Regions from separate parts of the Mus musculus genome. Here region 2 is linked to region 1. Evidence: chromatin contacts called from public HiChIP or PLAC-seq data. All regions are on one chromosome and are shown on one strand. Each heading gives the region's core, a stretch centred on a gene start, on an enhancer-like site or on the middle of the called end of the contact. The rest is flanking DNA. Distances are from core to core; before and after follow the strand shown.

Region 1 (3,425 bases), core at 477-2,976:
TTCTGTCCTTGGCTCAGGGGAACAGGTTGCTCTCCCTCCAGCCAACACTCACGGCAGCCATGACACCCTCAAAGCTCAAGTGGACAGTTTGCAACCGGTTTTCCCTCGGAGCAGTCAAGAAATGATACTTCACCATCCTAACCAGGGCACGGCGGGGACCCTTCCTCAAGGCTGTGACAGACGTGGGCAAGGAGGTCGCCTCCACCCCAGCCCCGGTTCTCAGCGGCAGGCAGCAAAGCCCAGACCACCCCATACAATTCTGGGTTTGGAAAAGGTACCAGGGGAGGGGCCTCTAAAACCTTGCTGGGACCCACCTCGGAGGTGGTGCCCAACCCTGACCTTCGAGTTAGGGTAACTCCTCTTAATCTTATGTGTTTTCATGCCAAACTGAGAAGGGGAAATTTTCTTTTTTTGACCCAAGTCTCAGACTGGCCTCAGATTTGCTGTTAATCATTCAGCCCAATGCTTCCACTGCACTCGAGTTGGGATTACACACATACATACATACATACATACACACACACACATATATACATGCATATATACACATACATACATACACACACACATACATACATACACACATACATACATACACACACATACATACATACATACACACATACATACATACACACATACATACATACATACACACATACATACATACACATACATACATACACACACACATACATACATACACACATACATACACACACATAGATACATACATACACACATACATACATACACACATATATACACACATACATACACACACATAGATACATACATACACACACATACATACATACACACACATACACACATACATACACACACATAGATACATACATACACACACATACATACACACACATATATATACATGCATATATACACATACATACATACACACATACATACATACATACACACACATACATACACACACATATATACATGCATATATATACACATACATACACACATACATACATACATACACACACATACATACATACACACACATACATACACACATATATATACATGCATATATACACATACATACATACACACATACATGCATACACACATACATACACACACACATATACATGCATATATATACACATACATACATACATACATACACAATACATACATATATAGATAAATAAATAAATTGCAAGCAAGCAAGCCACCACTCCATATGCTTGGGGTTGAAAAGGGGCTCCATGCCTGAGCACTCTACCAATGGGAACTCTCCCACAGCCCAGAGATGCAAGGAAATTGTGCAAACCAGCACGGTCTTCCAGATGGTCTACCATCTGCCTCCCACTGCCAAGTAAAAGATGACTTCGGACAGAGATGTAGACACCTCCTTACTCCCCTTGTTGGGCCATCCCATCTTGCTCTAGTCACTCTCAGCCTCTGGTGAGGTGAAGGACAGAGCCCTCAGGTGACCCTAAAAGAAGCAGTCTAGGGGGTTGAGGACATAGCACCACAGACCTAGGGTGGGGGAAAAAAAAACCCACCCCACCCACATAGCTCTGCTCCACACAGATGTAAACCATTACAGTTCTCTCCTCCCTCCTGATCAAGGTGACAACGAGAGTCCCCCCTACCCCCCCCCCCGTGATTTCTCCTGAAGGAGGCAGTCTGTCAGCTGGCAGCTCTGTGGGGATCTGTATGAGTTTCATAAGCATCCTGGATTTGGGTGTGTGGAAGGAGGAACAAGGCAGAAGCCAAACCCAGAAAACAGCCAGCAGCCTACAGCACATGCTCCCCAAGTGTCACCCACGAGAGCGTCCCAGTTAAAAATAAGTAACCCCCACCCCCCATGATGGGTCGAGTGACGCGTCCATTGCGGGTATTTTACAGATCGCTCACAGGCTTGAAGGAAAGGGGAGTCAATCAATGATTAAGACTGATCCCTCTGTTCCTAACTCTTAACAGGATAATGTAGATTAATTCAAACCTGACAAAGCCCCCACCACGCCTCGATATGATAGAAATTTGTAAATTCTCCTAAGAATCGGGGTGTCTGAACCACAGGCTCTCACACGAACATGTTACTTAAATAACACACCAATCTGTGATCCCCGAAGAATGAAATCGTTCATCCCCTTTTATGGGGGGCTGCAGGGGGTGGGGTGGCGCACGGCGGAGGGGGAGAGGGTGCGTTTGCCTGTCGGCAGGCTCAAGAGCTGAGAAACATTAGCTGTCATGAACCACAATCAAATCAGGTTTGAAATATTTAGCAGTGGCTTAGAAAATGTGATGGCGCGGCTCTGACAGGCGGGCGAGGTGTGCAGACGCCCGCTTTCCATTATAATGGAAATATCAGGCCTGTTCTGAATATGTATAACCCAGAAAAATGTATTGATTTTTCATTCGGCATTAAAAAAAATGAAATAGCCTGCAGCTGTCAGAGGCCTTTGTTAAAAGCCCATCCTTCCTGGAATGAGGTTTACCAGAAACAAGTTTTAATTGTACGCAGGACCTCTTCTTTGAAAAACAAAATAACCAACCTGCTTACATTGAAGGCAGGGTTAAAGCTCTGTCTTTCTCCTGTTTGCAACCTAATTAACCCAAGGAAAGGCCCACCAGGCAGGTGGGAGGCACCTCACACACTCTGCCTGGCAGGGGTGTCATGGAGGGTGGCTGGCATCTCTGTGGAGGGTGGCAGGAGGCTATGCTTTGTCCTCTCTCCATCGTCCTCGTCTGCCCCTGAGTGGAGAGGCCCTGGACTCCAGGACTCACGTGCTCTCTGCACCTAGCCAATCACTTCTGTTCTTTCAGGCTTGGTTGGCACGACGAGGACAAGGTGAGGAAACGGCCTAGCGTATCCGATGCTCTGGGCACTTTCTTATCAATGGCAAACCTCTACTGGGTACAGACATCAGGCACAGTGTGTGCGCTTTATGTTGCAAGAGAGGTCAAACCCCATGGCAGAAAAGATGACTTCCTAAGGCTTCAAATAAGAAAAATCCCATGTTAAAATTCTGACGCGACAAAAGCTTCTAACTAACGGGCTGTGCAGATGGACAGACAGACAGACAGCTGTTCTGTTCCCAGCTTGTTTCTTGTCTTCTCCTTCCAAGCTATAGAACTGTAAGGGTGGCTCATTGTCACCCCTGCCCAGCCCCCTCCGGCACATTTAGCCATCTTCCCTGAGAGGTGACCAAAGACATTACGAGTAGGTGACTCTCTGAGACCGCTGGGCTGCCGTGTCCACACCGCATCGTCACACCCTGATCCTGCATGGAGTCACCTAATGACATACCCGAGTATGGCCTCTTGACCCTTACACGCTGACTTCCTCCCATCCCAGATAGTTCAGCTGGGAGCCTCCCTGAGAGGCGACTTAGAACACTCAGGGATTCTGGGTAAAAATTCCTCAGCTCCAAGGCTGC
Region 2 (3,583 bases), core at 678-3,177, 230 kb after region 1:
TGGGTTCAAGGCCAGAGACAGGTATAGTGAATTTTCAGATTGTGTCTGCTTTGTAAATGTCATGGTCAAAGCCATGATTTTCCAGAAACATTTCAAACCTACTAGGAAGCAAATGAGAAAAATATATGAAGGACCTTAGTGTTTCTAGCTCTTACTGTAAATTATAGCGGACCCCAAGGGTTACAAATTTCCTGAAATCTCTGAGCTTAGTAAAAATTCAACATTTCCAGAATATACAATGCATGGACACAACTTCAAAATCATAAAACAACAACAACCAAAAACCCAACTCTGTGAAGATTGCAATGGGAGTCCAATGGTGATATGATCAAAATTAATTTTCTGGTGTCTTGGGTACTTCTGTCTATCTTTAGGGTTTGGGATTTTCACTTCAAGGAAGACAGACACTTGTTCACGAGCTCTGAAACAAACCAAGCATAGTAGTATATGCCTGTAATCTCCCTGCTGGGGAACCTGGAACAGGATAGCCAAGAGTTTCAGGCCAGTCTGGGCTTCATAGTAAGTTTCAAGCTAGGCTGGCTTATGTGGTGAACTGAACTCTGGTCTTTAAAAAAAAAGAAGGAAGCCAGGAGTGGTGGTGCACACCTATAATCCCAGCACTCAGGAAGCAGAGGCAGGTGGATCTCTGAGTTTGAGACCAGCCTGGTGTACAGAGAGTGTTCCAGGACAGCCAGGGCTACACAGAGAGAAAGAGAGACCCTGACTTAAATAGCCAATGTGTGTGTGCACACACACACACACAGTATCTGTAAAGTATGTGCTTGGTTGCATGTATTTGTAATCCCAGCACACTTGGGTGTGCTACCTAGCCTTGACTTCTTGGCAAGCTCTAGGGCAGTGGAAGACTCTTCTCACATTCTGTCTTTAAATGTCCAATCCCCCCCCCCCCCAGCTTTCAACCTCCCCAGGGCTGGGATTTCAGTTGCACTACCATGCTTGGCTTACACAGTGCCTGGGCTTTGTGTATGCTAGGCAAACGTTCTACCAACTGAGCTACACAGCCAGCCCCTCTCCTATCTGTCTTTACTATCTCTTTGTTTCAATGCCTCTTACTTAGGATTGCTATTGCTGTGCTGAAACCTATGGCCATAAGCCATGTAGAGAGGAAAGGGTTTGTTTCACTCATGTTTCCATTTAACAGTACATCACTGAAAGTAGTCAGGGCAGGACCTCAAACAGGGCAGGAGCCTGAAGGCAGGAGCAGAGGTCATGGAGGAAAGCTGCTTACTGGCTTGCTCCACATAGTTTCTTTAGCCTGCTTTCCACCCAGGACAGCTAGCCCAGACTGGTACCGCCCACATTAGGCTGGGCCCTCCCACTTCAATCAGTAACTAAGAAAATGCTCACTGAGAGCCTGATCTCTGAAGGCATTTTTTTTTTCAACTGAGGTACCCTCTTCTCAGATGACTATGGCTTGTATGAAGTTGACATAAAACTAACCAGCACAGAACACTATACTCTATTCTCTCTTACTAAACCAGAGACCTAGGGTGTTGCTCAGTGGTAGAGCACCTGCTTTGCATGCACTAAGCCCTGAGTTTGATCCTCAACAGCACAAATAGCAGATGTTTTGATTCTTCTACCTATTCAGTGTGTTATCCTCTTATTCATTAAGCAATGCTAAAAGAACTTTTTATTATGTATAATTTTTGGTGCTGTCAGATTCTTGTCCATGTTGAGTTATATGCTTTCCAGCTGGGCTACATCTCCAATCTAATGATTCATTTAAGCGTGTTCTCCGGCCATCTTGAACCCCTCCAGTGCGGTTGACGGCTCTGACCACTCAAGAAGGATGGTTGCTATTTTGAGTCTAAATTGATTCTCTTGGTCATCTTGTGAGGCCACCCAGAACAAGTTTAATTTCCTGACTCGGATGATTCTTTTTCTATCTTGCGATATTTCGGAGTGACTGTCACTTCCTTCAACTGTTGGTCACATGATTAGGTTCTGGGGTCCTCTGCTGTCTTGTTTCCTCTTTGAGTCTCAGAGAGTTGATTCAAGATCTAGTATAAACCCTGAGCCGGGTATGGTGGTGCATACCTTTAATCCCAGCACTTGGGAGTCAAAGGCAGGGGGATTTCTTGAGTTAGAGTCCAGCCTGGTCTAAATAGCAAGTTCTGGGACAGCAGGGGCTACAGAGAGAAACCTTGTCTGAAACAAACAAACAAACAAACAAACAAAAGCAAAAACAAAACAAAAAAAGTTAGCTATAAAACCTTGAGATTTTCATGACTCCCTTGGGAGAGTAAGGTTTTCACATCTCCTGTTCTCCTCCTTATACCCTGCTCAATGCAACTGTATGCTTAGGAGGCAGCTCTTGAGGTGTGAGCGCGGGAGCTCCTCACACACACAGTTTGTAGCAGCCTCTGCTGAGATATTTAAATACAGTCCCAGTCTTGGGCCTCACTTTATACTTGCTGAATAGGAAAGTCTGGAGAAGCATCATACACCTACATATTAAGAAAATATGACAATGGCTTCTTGATTTCCCAAATATCTACTTATTTAGAGGCAGGACTTCACAATTCCAGCTATCTTAGAATTTACTGTCTAGACCAAGCTGGCCCCTTATAGAGATCTTCTGGCCTGTTCCTCCTGAGTGCTAGGATTTAAGGTGTGTGCCACTATGCCTGGCTTGACTCCTTTGTTTACATGATTCCTCATGTAGTGTGTGTGTTCATGTATGTATGTATGTATGTATGTATGTATGTATGTATATGTGGAGGCCAGAGGTCAATGTGAGGCATCCTCTACAATTATTCTCCACCTTATTTTTTGAGACCAGGTCTCTCACTGATCCTGGAATGCACCACTTCCAGATGCCTACAATGGCTAACCAGTAACCTCCAGAGATCCTCTTCTTGCTGCCTTCCCAATGCTATAGTCTGAGCCTGACTTTTTATATGGGTGCTGTAGATCCAGACTCGGGTCCTCATGTGTGTAGGACAAGCATTTTATTTATTTTATTTTATTTATTTTTTATTTATTTATTTTTTATTTATTGACAAGAATTTTATATGACGAGCCACCTCCCCAGCATCACCGATTGGTTCTTAGATGCACCAGAGGTTTGAAAATAGAAACGGTCCAAGACTTTCCCCATGCAACTCGTTGCCTACGTTTATAGAAGTGAATTTTTAGTAAGTAATTATTTAATTGTTTTGTTGTGCCTTAGGTACTGCTCAGGGCCTTACACGGAGAGGCAAGCACTCTACCACTGAGATACACTCCGAGCAGAGCCAGACCTACCATGAATGAACCGGTGAATGTGGGACCATGCTACATTTGACATGGTAGGGTTTCGTATACTGCTCCGTCCTATAAATAAAAAAAAAATCTCTTGAGATCTTAATTCTATAACAAGATTTCATGACTACTACACACATACACACACGGAGTAAGAAAAAAAAAAAAGAAACAAAACCTTAATGCCACAATACTGATAGTCTCTTCTATGTTGATACAGATGATAAGAAATGGCGACACACAAGCCCACATTTAGTCCTTTTCCCCTCTGATAAAGGACACATCCACAAGCATCAGGTTAACTGACTCTTTGTCT

Evidence for each region. HiChIP or PLAC-seq counts read pairs in DNA pulled down with a chosen protein or histone mark.
Region 2: an H3K27ac HiChIP or PLAC-seq map of microglia shows a contact between it and region 1, with 5 times the contacts expected there. The contact joins two enhancer-like sites. A contact is called at or near these places in 7 of 484 Hi-C or Micro-C datasets (CD8 T cells, embryonic stem cells, liver and 2 more), 8 of 115 datasets of contacts at active chromatin or transcription factors (bone marrow-derived macrophages, craniofacial prominence, embryonic midbrain and 4 more) and 1 of 9 other capture datasets (embryonic stem cells).

What each region holds. Positions count from the first base shown.
Region 1 is chr8:108,907,537-108,910,961 of GRCm38.p6, reverse strand. All of the region lies in intron 4 of Zfhx3 (zinc finger homeobox 3), which reads right to left. Among named protein-coding and RNA genes, the nearest start is that of Mir3108, 28 kb to the left of the region's middle. Within about 2 kb of position 1,726, at least 14 of the 459 cell types and tissues checked have an H3K27ac peak or open chromatin away from gene starts, as enhancers often do. A contact at or near this core is called in microglia, where this site is marked.
Region 2 is chr8:108,682,250-108,685,832 of GRCm38.p6, reverse strand. Gm42043 (a long non-coding RNA gene) reads left to right here. Exons shown (of 3, transcript XR_879166.2): 2 at 3,197-3,314. It also overlaps a transcript of Zfhx3 not described here. Among named protein-coding and RNA genes, the nearest start is that of Gm42043, 9.6 kb to the left of the region's middle. Within about 2 kb of position 1,927, at least 2 of the 459 cell types and tissues checked have an H3K27ac peak or open chromatin away from gene starts, as enhancers often do. A contact at or near this core is called in microglia, where this site is marked.